Regions from separate parts of the Mus musculus genome. Here all the other regions are linked to region 1. Evidence: chromatin contacts called from public promoter capture Hi-C data. All regions are on one chromosome and are shown on one strand. The core of a region is the stretch at or near the end of the contact, and the rest is flanking DNA. Distances in the headings are between cores, read along the strand shown.

The links. Promoter capture Hi-C pulls out the DNA fragments that hold promoters and counts their contacts.
Region 2: a promoter capture Hi-C map of embryonic stem cells shows a contact between it and region 1, with 3 times the contacts expected there. The contact joins the enhancer-like site here to the promoter of Fbxo43 in region 1. A contact is called at or near these places in 9 of 39 promoter capture datasets (the C10 cell line, cranial neural crest, embryonic stem cells and 4 more), 1 of 484 Hi-C or Micro-C datasets (embryonic stem cells), 1 of 115 datasets of contacts at active chromatin or transcription factors (extraembryonic endoderm stem cells) and 1 of 9 other capture datasets (adipose tissue).
Region 3: a promoter capture Hi-C map of hematopoietic stem and progenitor cells shows a contact between it and region 1, with 4 times the contacts expected there. The contact joins the enhancer-like site here to the promoter of Fbxo43 in region 1. A contact is called at or near these places in 14 of 39 promoter capture datasets (the HPC-7 cell line, HPC-7-derived erythroid cells, cranial neural crest and 9 more), 13 of 484 Hi-C or Micro-C datasets (ECoMG myeloid progenitors, the G1E-ER4 cell line, cerebellar granule neurons and 7 more), 7 of 115 datasets of contacts at active chromatin or transcription factors (bone marrow-derived macrophages, effector CD8 T cells, embryonic forebrain and 4 more) and 2 of 9 other capture datasets (liver and pancreatic islet).

What each region holds. Positions count from the first base shown.
Region 1 is chr15:36,162,775-36,166,967 of GRCm38.p6, reverse strand. It overlaps Fbxo43 (F-box protein 43), which reads left to right and starts at 2,107. Exons shown (of 5, transcript NM_001081253.2): 1 at 2,107-2,498; 2 at 3,799-4,193. The coding sequence starts at 3,909.
Region 2 is chr15:35,617,063-35,621,255 of GRCm38.p6, reverse strand. Vps13b (vacuolar protein sorting 13B) reads right to left here. Exons shown (of 62, transcript NM_177151.4): 24 at 3,438-3,658. Among named protein-coding and RNA genes, the nearest start is that of Mir599, 42 kb to the left of the region's middle. Within about 2 kb of position 2,070, at least 4 of the 459 cell types and tissues checked have an H3K27ac peak or open chromatin away from gene starts, as enhancers often do. A contact at or near this core is called in embryonic stem cells, where this site is marked.
Region 3 is chr15:36,686,212-36,690,404 of GRCm38.p6, reverse strand. It overlaps Gm46515 (a long non-coding RNA gene), which reads left to right. Exons shown (of 3, transcript XR_001781660.1): 2 at 3,605-3,686. Among named protein-coding and RNA genes, the nearest start is that of Gm46515, 7.5 kb to the left of the region's middle. Within about 2 kb of position 1,759, at least 110 of the 459 cell types and tissues checked have an H3K27ac peak or open chromatin away from gene starts, as enhancers often do. A contact at or near this core is called in ECoMG myeloid progenitors, embryonic stem cells, epiblast stem cells and 3 more, where this site is marked.

The DNA of each region.
Region 1 (4,193 bases), core at 858-3,357:
CGTAACAGAGTGTTTCCTAGGCATCCCACCAAATAAAATCAAATACCCTGCTCATATAGCCAGAGGAAGGGTATGTAATGCCAACACAGTATTACGCGTTTAGATCCAGTCAAAGGAGTCTCTGTTAGGTCTCTGGTTGGGGGGCACTACTCCCCTGGCTTAAATGGAAGTGGTTTGAGGGTCAATGAGAGTTCATTAAGGCTTGGGATAGCAAAAAGTGCAGGGGAAATAAACCTAGGAATGATACTGGATGAGGTGGTTGTGTAGATGCTGGTAAAGACGTGAATGTGACAGCCTATCAGGGCAGCAAGGAAGAGTGCAGTAGCTTCTAACTAGGGAGTCAACCTCCTCAGGAATCTTTATCTACAGGAAAATGAACATGGGGAGTGCTCACTATCAGAGATTACACAAACACAGTGGTTTTAAACATTTTTAAATGTGTATCTTTGTGAATATATGCCATGTGTGTGCGAGTGCCTGCAGAGGTCAGAAAAGGGTGTCAATTCCCAAAGTTGCAGTTCTGGGCAGTTGTAAGCAGTGTGGTAAGGGTGCTGGGAACAAAACTCAGGTCCTTTGAAAGAGTAGCAAGTGCCCTTATCAGCTGAGCTGTCAAATTCTAACTGGTTTAATGGTTAGCACCTGCCCAGTGCCCTAGGGAGTGAGGGCACTCTCACCTGTTTATAAACAAGCCTCATTAAGAAACTGTGCCCTGTTCATCTTTGCATGAATAGCATGTAGCTTGAGCTTACTTTTGAGTTTGGGTATTTTAAGCCTATTTGTCAACGCTAAGGAGAATCCTCAGAGAAGAGGGTAGTGGTTGTTACTAGCTTAAAGGTGGCAGCTGAGGTTCTGATTGAGACCTGTGTCAATTTGGAGAAGATAAAACTTTGAACACTGCCTAGGTGGAATGTCTTGTTGCAGTGGTCCCAGGAAGAAAAGAGTCTCTGCTCGGAGAAGACCAGCTAGACAGGCGATGGGGGTCAGGCTGTGCATTCTTGGAACACTGAATGAAAGCCAAGACTTTAAATGTATTTGGTGTGATAGGTTCTTGGCTGTTTCTGATCCCTAAAAAGGAATGTCTGAAACCAATAAACACAGTCACTCATTTATTCATAACTTTTGTTTTGTTGGTTTTTTTTTTTTTTTTTTCAGGTCAGTGGCTATGTAGCTTAGGCTGACCTGAAACTTGGTATGTAGACATGGCTGGTCTCTATGGAGATCCTCTGCCTCCTGACTGCAGAGACTATAGAGGTGTGACTCACAACTTTTTTCTTTTTTGTCTATTCACAAAATTTATATATTTGTTCACTGTAGAAACGAGGGCAAAATCATAAACTATTTTTAAAAAAAATCATTAACCAGGTGTGGTGGCACACGCCAGAACTTGGAAGGTGGAATGAGGAGGATCGGGAGTTCAAGTCCAGCCTGGACTTCATGTGACACGGTCTTAAACACACACACACACACACACACACACACACACACACACACACACACACACACACAAAACCAAAACCAAAGTTGGGGGGTGTTGCTGGGTTTATTGGGGCACTCCTGTAATCCTAGCCATTGGAAGATGAAGGCAGGAAAATCAGGAGTTCCAGGACAGTCTTGGCTACCTAACAAGTTCAAGTGGACTCCCAGGGACCACTGCCACTCTCTTAACCCAAAATCAAATAGTTAGGAAGTCAACCTCTCCGTCCTTATGCTGTATTTACGCCTTTACTATCCAAAGCTGTTGATAGGATTCTTTGACTTTGTACATCGGGCGAAACACTTCCAGGGATGATGCCTGGCACTGCAGGTTTTCTAACCGATGCGTCCCTCCAGTCTGGTCGCACGCAGTGATGCAGGGACCAACAGAGAGCTGGATGGAGCAGGGCGGAGCTGCGAAGGGATGAGGGCGGGGAGGCGGGGCGAGCGCTCAGACGGAAGGTGGGGAGGGTGGTGCCCTGGGCGGGGAAAGGTGGCAGGGGCGGGCTCGGCCGAGGCTCCCGGCTCAGGTGGGCGGCGCGGCCCAGGTGCGCCGGCCCGCAGCCGCTCCGCCCTCCTCCCAGGGGCGTCTCCCGCCCGCACGCCCGCCCGCACGTCCGGGTGACGACCGTTAGTCCCGCCCGCAGCAGACGGCTCGGCAGCTCCGGTGGGGGGGCATCTCTGGTCTCTAGTCGGGAGATTCCCCCAGGTCCAAGACTGGCTGGAGAGAGGCCGGAGAGTGCGGCTGCTGCGGGGCGGAGAGATTCCGAGCGACTTGACCTTCCCAGCCGCTGCCCCTCCTGAAGCCGTCCCGGCGCTGCTCCGGGCTCCGTTAATTGTTGAGGTTTTTCTCTTAAGTGGTGGTACCTCGGCATGAACTTTAAAGGCAAAGATGACAGACTTTGTTGTTTGGAAGCCTACCTTACTTTGACATGTCTTAAGAACTCAAGGTTGACTGGTGGTAAGATATTCCACTTTAATGAGAGCATCGGTTTAACGAAGCAGTTTTCTGACTTGTATAGGGCGTAAGTCTTTTTTTTTTATTTTTATTTTTTTTTATTTTGCGTAAGTCTTTGTAGATAGGAGTTCTGAGTGATTTATCAGAACTTTTTTTTTTTTTTGCCATCAAAAGGTTTGTTTGATTCATCAGCCTGTGGTTGCATGAATAATTTTCAAAGTTTGAAGCAGGCATTTTGGTGTATAAGCAAGATGAGGATGAAGGCAGCGACAGAGTCTCTGGTTTTCCCAAGTAGGGAGCGTGTATCAGGGCTCCTACTTTATTCCCAACGGTTTTTAGCTTCCATTTCCCAAATCTTATGCTGGTGAGGCACCTAGTGGTGAAGTGGCAGAACAGGTCACTTTTAGAATAAATTTCACATGGAATAAAATTCAATACAATACAGTAAATGCACATGCTCTAACTTTCGCAAATTGATTGAATTAATATTTTTTCAGGAGAAAGTGATTTATGAGAGGAAACATTGTAACTTACTATTTGGAGCAATTTGTAGAAAGCAGAGCTTAATCATCTTGTCCTACCAGGCATGCGCAGAAGTTAGTCATAAGCACAGGGGATCAGAAGTCAAAACTGCCCAAAAGCGGAAGAGGCTTAAAAATCACTTTGCTTTATAGCAGTGAGCCTCGGATCTTGTGGTTTTTGTAGCAGGTTATTTTGTAATATTTAAACTACATATTTAACTTACATACCATACATGTCTAAGTCCATGTGGCCGAACGAGAGAAATGACTTCTATGGCATGCTATGTTTGCATGTGTGTCACCCACAAATAAATGTTAAAAAGAAAAAACATAGTGGTTTTTTTCTGATTTATTTTTAATTATGTATGTCTGTGTATGTGCATGAGTACAGTGCCCATAGAGACATACATAGAGACACTATTGAACATGAGGATGTGAGCTGGGAACCGAGCCTGGGTATCTGGTGAGAGCAGTGCAAAAGCTCTTGACCTCTGAGCCGCAGCCCCAGCCTCGCCTGGTGAGCTTTGAAAGGAAATAACTGAACACAGAGACATTAGAATGTTGCAACCGAATATACACTTGCTAACTAAAATCATACAGTAACAAAATAATCTGAAAATAAGGCTGGTATGTTTTTGTTAAGAATAGTTCAAGTAAATATTTGTGCTTGGTGCTTTGCCTATGGTTGTCAAGTAATCAGAATATAATACAGTTTATAGCAAGGTGGTATTTTAAGTAGGACATTTAGGACAGTTTATTATGAAAATTTGTTTTTAAGTAACTTGAAAAAAATCACATAATTTCCTATTATCTATATTTAACACAAATTATATATTTTGTTATAAGTTGCTTGGCTGCACATCACAAAGGAAGAATAAACTTGTATCTACTTGGTAAAAACAGAGAGCTTGAAGATATCCCAAAGGCACTCAGCCAGCCACAGAGCAGGAAGCAATATGGACTCCTCTGCTGTCACTGTCAAGGGTCTCAGCCTCATAGACTTTTGTTCCACATCCTCCTTTAAATATAGGGGCCATCACGAGCTGTCAGAATCTTGCAGCCTTAATAAGAAAGAAGAAGAGCCTATGCTAACCTGTGAGCATCCTGAAACTCCAAGTTTAGGTTCCCCCAATTCTGCAGTATCTCCCAGTCAAATAATGAAGTCTGTGTCCCTAAGGAAGGAAAAGGATAAAAGCCCAGAACTTTGTGAGACTCCTAAACTCAGAAGGAAAAAATGCACA
Region 2 (4,193 bases), core at 821-3,320, 550 kb after region 1:
CTAAGAAGTACAACTATTCTAAATATCCCATAGAGTAACTGAAACTCTCATTTTCTGCTGGTAAGAACAGAAGATTTAAAACGAGTTTGGTAGTTTTGAATATATATATATATATCTCCTTATCCAGCCAATTAAAGTAGTTTCCCTAAATAAAAAAAATAAAATAAAAAAAAAAAGCTTATGTCTGCAGAAACATAAACAGAAATATTTACAGCATACTGTACATCTGGAAAAGTCCTAAATGTTTAACAACAAACACTGAACAAATGAAGGTCAATTATATAGCTAAATGTTAGTAATAATAAGAGAACATATGTAAGACATGAACTAATCTAAAAATGGCTGTGTAGCATGAAGGAAGTTAAACAAAAAACACAACTGTAGAATTCCATCTACACTATGGGGTTTCCAAAGACTATAACTTTTAGGACAGTTTCTATGATGATTTAATGAGTATATATCCCAACCTTATTCAAACTGGGTAACTTAAACACACAGTTTATTGTACACTAAGTATACTTCAGTAAAACTAGATTATGAAAGAAATAAAAAATAAGCATATATTTAGCACCATTCAATGAGCTTTGTGTGGAGACAACTGAATAGCCACGGCAATCTGAGTATGGCATACTGGCTAAATAAATTTTTTTAATTCCTTAAATATTCAAAATATATATTTTTAATTCCTTAAATATTCAGAAATGAAGAAAATCGTATCATTAATGATGGACCCAAAGAGGAAGCTTATCTCTGAGATTTAGAGTATGAAATGGATACCGTCTTAGATCTAGAATAAGCAATTAGTACTCAACAAGAATCTAGCCCATGAAACAGATACCTATTGGGATCTAGTACATGAAATGGATACCCACTCAGATCAAGAATAGGAAATGGATGTCTACTGTGTTCTAGAACAGGAAATGGACACTCACGCTCATGACTTTATCTAACACCTAATCTGTCTATATAAAGATCAAGGAACCAGCTGAGGACAAAAATGCCTGATTTTATAAAAGGAGTAGGTAGGGTACAGAGAAGAAAGAAAGAGTTGCCCAAGTCAGCTATGTACAAACTCTGAGCAACAAGAAAAGAGTAATAAGAAGACAGTTCCCTGTTTAGGAAGAGAAAAGGAATTAATTCCAGAGTTTGAGAAGTGACACAGTACCAGGCTCTTACTCTTAGGTCAAGCCAAGCATCATCACTTTTAAAAATTGTTGTATTTTATTTTGTCTTATCTAGACTATTGTCATGGTGATGGAAAGCCAGGAAACTCTTTGAGAAAAGCTGAATCTGTTCTTTCCTGTTCTATTTTGTAGAACTTAAGGAACCAGGTGCCATCAATGGTGCCTTAAGACAAAAAAGAAATGTTTGTGTCACATATGAATAAATCATTGTATCAGCACTGTAATATACCATCTGAGACAGAGTAGAATCTGAGACCTGAGTGTCGTAAGGTCTGTATCTGCACTTTCAAAGTTCTGCTCCCACAAACGCACAGCACTTGTTCCACAGACCCTCACATTACTGTCTGCCTATATATAGGTATCTGTATCCAAACCTCTCTTGGTTTGTTTTTTTTTTTGTTTTTTGGTTTTTTTTTTTTTTTTTTGGTTTTTCAAGACAGGGTTTCTCTGTGTAGCCCTGGCTGTCCTGGAACTCGCTCTGTAGACCAGGTTGGCCTCGAACTCAGAAATCCACCTGCCTCTGCCTCCCAAGTGCTGGGATTAAAGGCGTGCGCCACCACGCCTGGCCTCAAACCTTGCTTTTTAAGTGGACTTAATTAGTGCTCATTCTAACGGCTTCTTTTTTCTCCTCTGGACACTTTTACTAGATGCAAGATCACATTCAAAGATAAAGAGGGATAGGACAACATCCCACTCCACCCTGCCCCAAGGGACATAATTTAACAGTTTCTTTTACTCTTACAAGGATTTTAAAGCAGCCAATAGCACTAGCATTCTAATAGCAACCTAAGAGATGGTCAGAATTCTCTATAGCACTGCTGGAACACAGTCCAAGCATGGAGTCATGGAGGGGAGTTCTGAGTGCTTGTTTTAACATGAGTCTTTTGACCTCAGTTTCATCAAAAAAACACAGACATTCTTGGAATTCTTGGAATGTGTTTGCCTGATCCTCCCAGGTATAGGGGAGTCTATTTCAGTTGTTTTTTGTTTATATGCCTCTGTAAGAAAACATGTTTTTGCCATGTGTGTCTTGTCCTTGTGATTACACACTTTACTCCGGTGACTCTTCTTAACCCTCAGAGTATAAACTGCCTGATGCTCTGAATAAACTTGGCTGCTGCATGATACTGTAGTAGTCAGCCTCATTTTTAGTCCCTGCTCTCCCAGGTTCACGCAGCCAACTAGCGTGGTAAAAAACAACACTATGAAACCAAATTATATAGCATATAACAGAAAGAAGTAGAGAGAGTATCCACAGCATGATTTTGTGCATAAAGAAACTTGCAACCAAGACCGATAACCTGAATTTCATTTTCAATACCCACATGCTTAAAGGACAGAAATAACTCCTATAAACACCTCAATAAATAGACAGATGATAGATAGATAGATGATGATAAATAGACAGATGGTTGATAGATAAATAGATAGATAGATAGATAGATAGATAGATAGATAGATAGATAGATCATGTATGGATGGATGGGTGAATGTTTAAAAAGAGGCAGGTGGGGAGAGCTGCATTGTACTGGAAAGGAACTTCTATAATATGGAATGATAGTGGAAATTAATTTTTTTAAATACTTCAAAATCTGGCCTGGTTGATAACTATTAAAGCTGGAATAGATATATGTACTATGAATTTATGACCATTGGCCGATCAGATTCAATAATATGCTACAGGAGATTATTTTTAAAATAGGATTCAACATTGACTATGTGGAAAATATACAATAGTATATTTGAAGTTAAAAATGTAAATTTTATGATAATTAATGATGTACACAAAACCAGGTGATATGAATTCATAGTAATTGTAATGAGGCAGAATACAACGTGACTGGCATATCACAGCTGAAATGTTATGGAAGTGGCAACTTTTAATAAGTGTTCTCTTTAGGTGTAAATGAGCAAGATTTGAAAGGGGGCTCTGAGAATCTGATTAAAAATTATATTTGGTCACTTAAGTACATCCTCCAGCCCAACAATAAAAGAAATAGTTCCTCAGAATTTCAAACCAGCACATCTATAACTGATTTTATTCCACCAGCCAAAAGATGAATTTATATATTCATCAATACAATTCTTACTATAAAACTTGATAGAATTTTAAAGCCATTCTTCATCTAATCATCGCAATGTTGATGGCAAGGTTTAAGGACAAAAAGGTAGGGTATTTAAAGGAAGAGAAGTCTTTTAATAAAACAAATAAACATTAAAAAAAATTTAGCATTTAGAATGAAGTGTACCAACCTGGGGATTAGAGCATTTTATCTCTAATGACTCTAAGTCAACATGAAGACAGACAACAAATGAATGCCTTCCATCGGGTCCCACAGGAAGCAGCTTTTGAGATGTGACTGCTAGAGTAGAGGTACATCCCATAGGCTCCACAAGGGAAAGAGTCACTTGCTTTCCAAGAAGGGTATATATGCTGAAATGATGCAAGCTTATGGTCCAAGGAAATGCATCACCTATAAGGGAACAAAACAGAAAAATGAGACCAACAAAATTACACAATTAATGAATACAAATAAAAAATTATTTAAAATTTCAATCTGAAATATAGCACAACATAACAAAGGTAGGATCTCAGAGACTAAGGTAGTAAATGATTTACATGCTACTTAAATAATTTAACTTTAGTATTTGTAGTTACTATAATATACTTCTATACTTTTCATACATTGTAAGCATAAGAAGAAACCTGGCTATGAAATGAGAGAGGAGAATAATATGGATGTTTTTGTGTGGTGGCAACTCACACCAGAATTAATGGTGATGGAGCATGCTAATGAATCAGGCTTCTGGTGCTATGTTAGAAGTACTTAGTCAGAAATTCTGTGGATGGAAATCAGGCATATTTCTACATATTCCTTGTGTGGCTCTCAAAGCACATGAGATATATTTTAAAGGATGCAGGCTTGACTAAAAATTTAGCATTCATAAATATCATAACTGAAAGAAAAATATTTCTTTTACTGTTCTAGTAATTTATCTAATGTGCAA
Region 3 (4,193 bases), core at 510-3,009, 520 kb before region 1:
ATAGTTGGAGGTTAACAAAGACCCGCTCAGAAAGCTGGGCATGTAAGATATCTGTCTTTCAGGCCCATTTCCCACAACCATGCTGGCCTCTCCCAAGACCTTGAGTGTTGTATATGCTATTACTTACTGTCAATCATCTTGTGTCCAAAAGGTGTGTTAGAGCATCTGTACACAGGGCAGCCTGGAAGGTAATTTTCTCCGTGAGGAAGCCAGGCGTTGCTTCAGAAACGGCCATCAAAGGTCTGTGGGGCTCCTGGCAAGCCTTGAGGAGCGTCTCTGCTTGTTAGTGGTGAGGAAGCACTGAGAGGCTGCAGATGGCCAAACAATGAGTCAGGAGGAAGCCAGCGCCTGGGCACTTCATTACCATGGTGTTAGAATGATGGCCCTTCCTTGTGGACCAATGTCGGCCACACCCCACCTCAGGGGATGGCTGAAGACCTAAGTGGCCCACTATAGCCCTCCTTACTCTACAAAAGTGGATTCATGAGACCTCACCTCTTCTTCATGAGTCATACAGTTACGGTCTTCTTTAAGATTTATTTTATTTTTAATTGACATGTGCTCATTCTTAAATGATGCTTTCTTTCTTTCTTTCTTTTTTTTTTTTTTTTTTTTTTTTTTGGCTTTTCGAGACAGGGTTTCTTTGTATAGCTCTGGCTGTCCTGGAACTCACTTTGTAGACCAGGCTGGCCTCAAACTCAGAAATCCACCTCCCTCTGCCTCCCGAGTGCTAGGATTAAAGGTGTGTGCCACCACGACCAGCTCAAATGATGCTTTCAACATGTTTATTTTTACTTCTTTTTCAGTTGCCATCTCTGTAATCTGACCCTTGCTTGCTCTGCTCTACCTTTCAAAAGTTCTTCCTTTTCAAGTACTCCTCCCTTTTCAAATGCTCCTCCCATTTGAAGTGCTCCTCCCTTTTCAAATGCTCCTCCCTTTTCACATGCTTCTTCCTTTTCAAATGTTCTGGCTTTTGTTTGACAGGGGTCTGAGAAGTTGGATCGTTGTGTCTTGGTATAGCTGTGTATAAACATTTTTCCTAAATGTTCAGTTACCTACAGATAACTGAGGAGTCCTTTTATTTGCTTGTAAATGTGACTTTTCTAGGTCATAGCCATCCTCTCTGCCTTGTATTTGATGCCATCTTTTAGTATATCAGAGAAAACAACTCCAGCTTAGGCTTGAGCTCAGGGAACTCTGGAAGGACACACAATGCTGGTATTATTTGCCACATCAAACGGTGTTCTTTATTCACTAACCCCTGGGCACGTTTACAAATATTTTTAAAGAATGCATTCATCGCTTACTATCTACACCAGAGAGATGGAAACCAAGCTTACTTTCTCTCTCACTTGTCTTTTAAAAGCATATTCATCCCGGTTGCCATTCAAACCGTGGAGAGAAATAAAAGCCAGTTGGTAACAGAAGCAGTTGTTTTAGACTGGGACGTAGTGATGAATCGGAATCCTTCTGTTTTCTCATTTGCGGAGCATCTGCGCTTTACCCTTATCCGTGTAAACCCCTAAGGACTTTGAGGGCTAAGTCTGATGGAGGGAGCAGTGGTATTTCCAGTTCTCCAGTTAGAAGAGGGCAGGGCAGAGGGAGAGCTCCAAGGAGAGAACTGGGGGCCACTTGGGAAGATAAAGGAACACAGTCACCGAAGCTGGCCATCATGACAGTGGCTAACACCAAGGCAGGTAAAATACAGGGCCAGGTCACAAACTGGGCAGGAGATGGGAGGGAAGTGGGGCGTGGTGGGGCGTGGCACCTGGGTGTTCCGGAGTAGTCATCTTGTTAAGCTTCTCTACAGAGAAATGAGCTCCTTCGTTCTGGGGAAACACCTGAAACCTGGGAGCAAAGTTTACACAATAGGAAGTTGTTAATGAACGGAGCCTTTCCAGGAAGTGCGTGAGGTGGAGCTTAACCCCCGGGAGAGAAGCTCGGTCGGTCGGTCGATGCTGTGACTCAGCCTCTGGCTTCATCAAGCTTCCGCCTCACCTGTCACGAGGGGGGAGGGGAGGTGGCGTTGTTTTGTAAACTTCCCAGAAATCCTTTATGGAGACATTCTTCAAAAGGGCCAAGAAGTCTAATTAGCCCTCAGCTATTAGACGCAGGGCTGCTCTAGATAGGGTATGGGGTAGAGTGTGATGACATCTGTCCACTTACCTCAGTAAACGAGACAGATAAGGTGTGGTGGCTCCATCTTTTCTGTCAACTTGACTATAGAGAGACTCTGCTAGGAGACATAAGGCTGGATGTTTCTGTGACACTGTTTCCACAGAGGTTTAACTGAGGTGGGTGGCAGCACCCCCTGAGGCAGGGCTGACTAACAGGAAAGGGGAAAGCCAGGTGAGCAGCACCCTCCCTCCCTCCTCCCTGCTTCCTGACTGGATGCAGTCTGCCAAGCCACCTTGCATCCCTGCGCCATGATGGACAGACTCTATTCCTCAAGCTGTGAGCCAGAATGAGCCCTCTCTTGCTTAAGCTGCTTTGTCAGGTAGAAAGGATTCAAAGCATACTAATAAATCTTTGGAGGAGATGCCGTTGAGGAAACAGGATTAACTTCTGAAGGGCCTCTGCACATCTCAGGAGCCCCTCATCTCTTTGTGCTGAGGGCTAGTTTCTCAAGGCGACAATCCAGCACTTCCCAGCTGATCCATGAGAGGTGAAGCAGGTGCTCTGTACAAATGTGACCTGCCTGTGACAGGGGGTGCCTAGGAGTGCGCCCAGTGATCTGGGGGAATGTGCCAAAATACACTTCTTACTGAAGGGGTATGGGCTCGGATGTACTCCAGTGTGTAGACACATTCTTGCCACATTTCAGTTTTCCTTAAAGAAGACAAACATGGACTGTTGTGGGCATACATGTTTGTAACCCTAGACTTGGAAATCTGAGGTGAGAGAGTTACCATGAGTTTGATGACAGTCAGAGCTACATAGCAAAACCTTGCTAAAACAAATGAAATTAAATTTAAACAACACAGTATAAGCGTGTGTGTGCACCCCACACACACACACGCCCCACTCCCTCCCCACACACGTGTAAGTCCCAGCTTAGGCAGGCATGGACGTGTAAGTGATACAATAAGAAGTGGTGCAGAATCCTCTTGAAATGGGAGTCTTGGTTGGACCCAAGAACAGACAATAGAGTGAATAATCAATCAAATAACCCTAATAAGGGCTAGGTGTGTGACTCAGTGTTAATGTGGTTGCCTAGCGTTGGTGCAGAACTGATTTTGATTCCCAGCAACACAAAGAAAGAAAAAAGAAAAGAAAAGATGGGAAATATGGGTCAGTAGGTTTCTGGAATCAACATAGTGAAAGGAGAGAACTGACTCCTGCATGGTCTTTTCTGACCTCTATACACATGATGTGGTATGTAAGCACCCATGTGCATGCACGCACACACACACACACACACACACACACACACACTATACATACATACATATAATACATACACGTACATATACATACATACATACATACATACATACCTATTACATATTTTTAAGAAGAGAAGAACTAAAGCCAAGTTGTCACTAGAACATAAATTAGAGCTGGCTAATAGTGCAACATTTCAACTTGTTCTCCACCATGACAGCTTTTGCTCTTTTGTGGACTGTTGGAGATGCCACAACAGAGACCCGATGTCCCTCTGAGCTTGGCGTGTCCTTTGTAGTATGGTAAGTACAAAAAGGAAGATGAGAACCTCCACACAATATTTCAGAATCTCTCAAACGCTATGACATGAAGAAATTAGACTTCTCAGTTTCTTCTTCTCCCCATTGTCCAGATGCTCCCAGGTAATTCGCAGCTCTGCTCCCACACCCTCAGCTTTGCACCCCTCTTACTATCGTCCTTTGTACCCCTTCCTGAATTTGCCAGAGGCTCACAGGCCTCATGTACCCCAGGATAGCCGTGAATGCAATTGTAAGCTTACTTTAAACACTAGTGTGTGTGTGTGTGTGTGTGTGTGTGTGTGAGAGAGAGAGATCTTTCTTGCAACTCAGCTGCGTGATCCTCTATTGTGAACTCTGTAGATGATATTGATGTTATAATGACAAAAGATTGACTCATCTTGTGTATTGATGCCCACGCTCATATATGAATGAATAGGGGATATACCAGTTCTTCCTTAGGAGGAAAGATGCAAGGAGAGTTTGTGTTTAAGTTTTTACTGTGTTTTAATT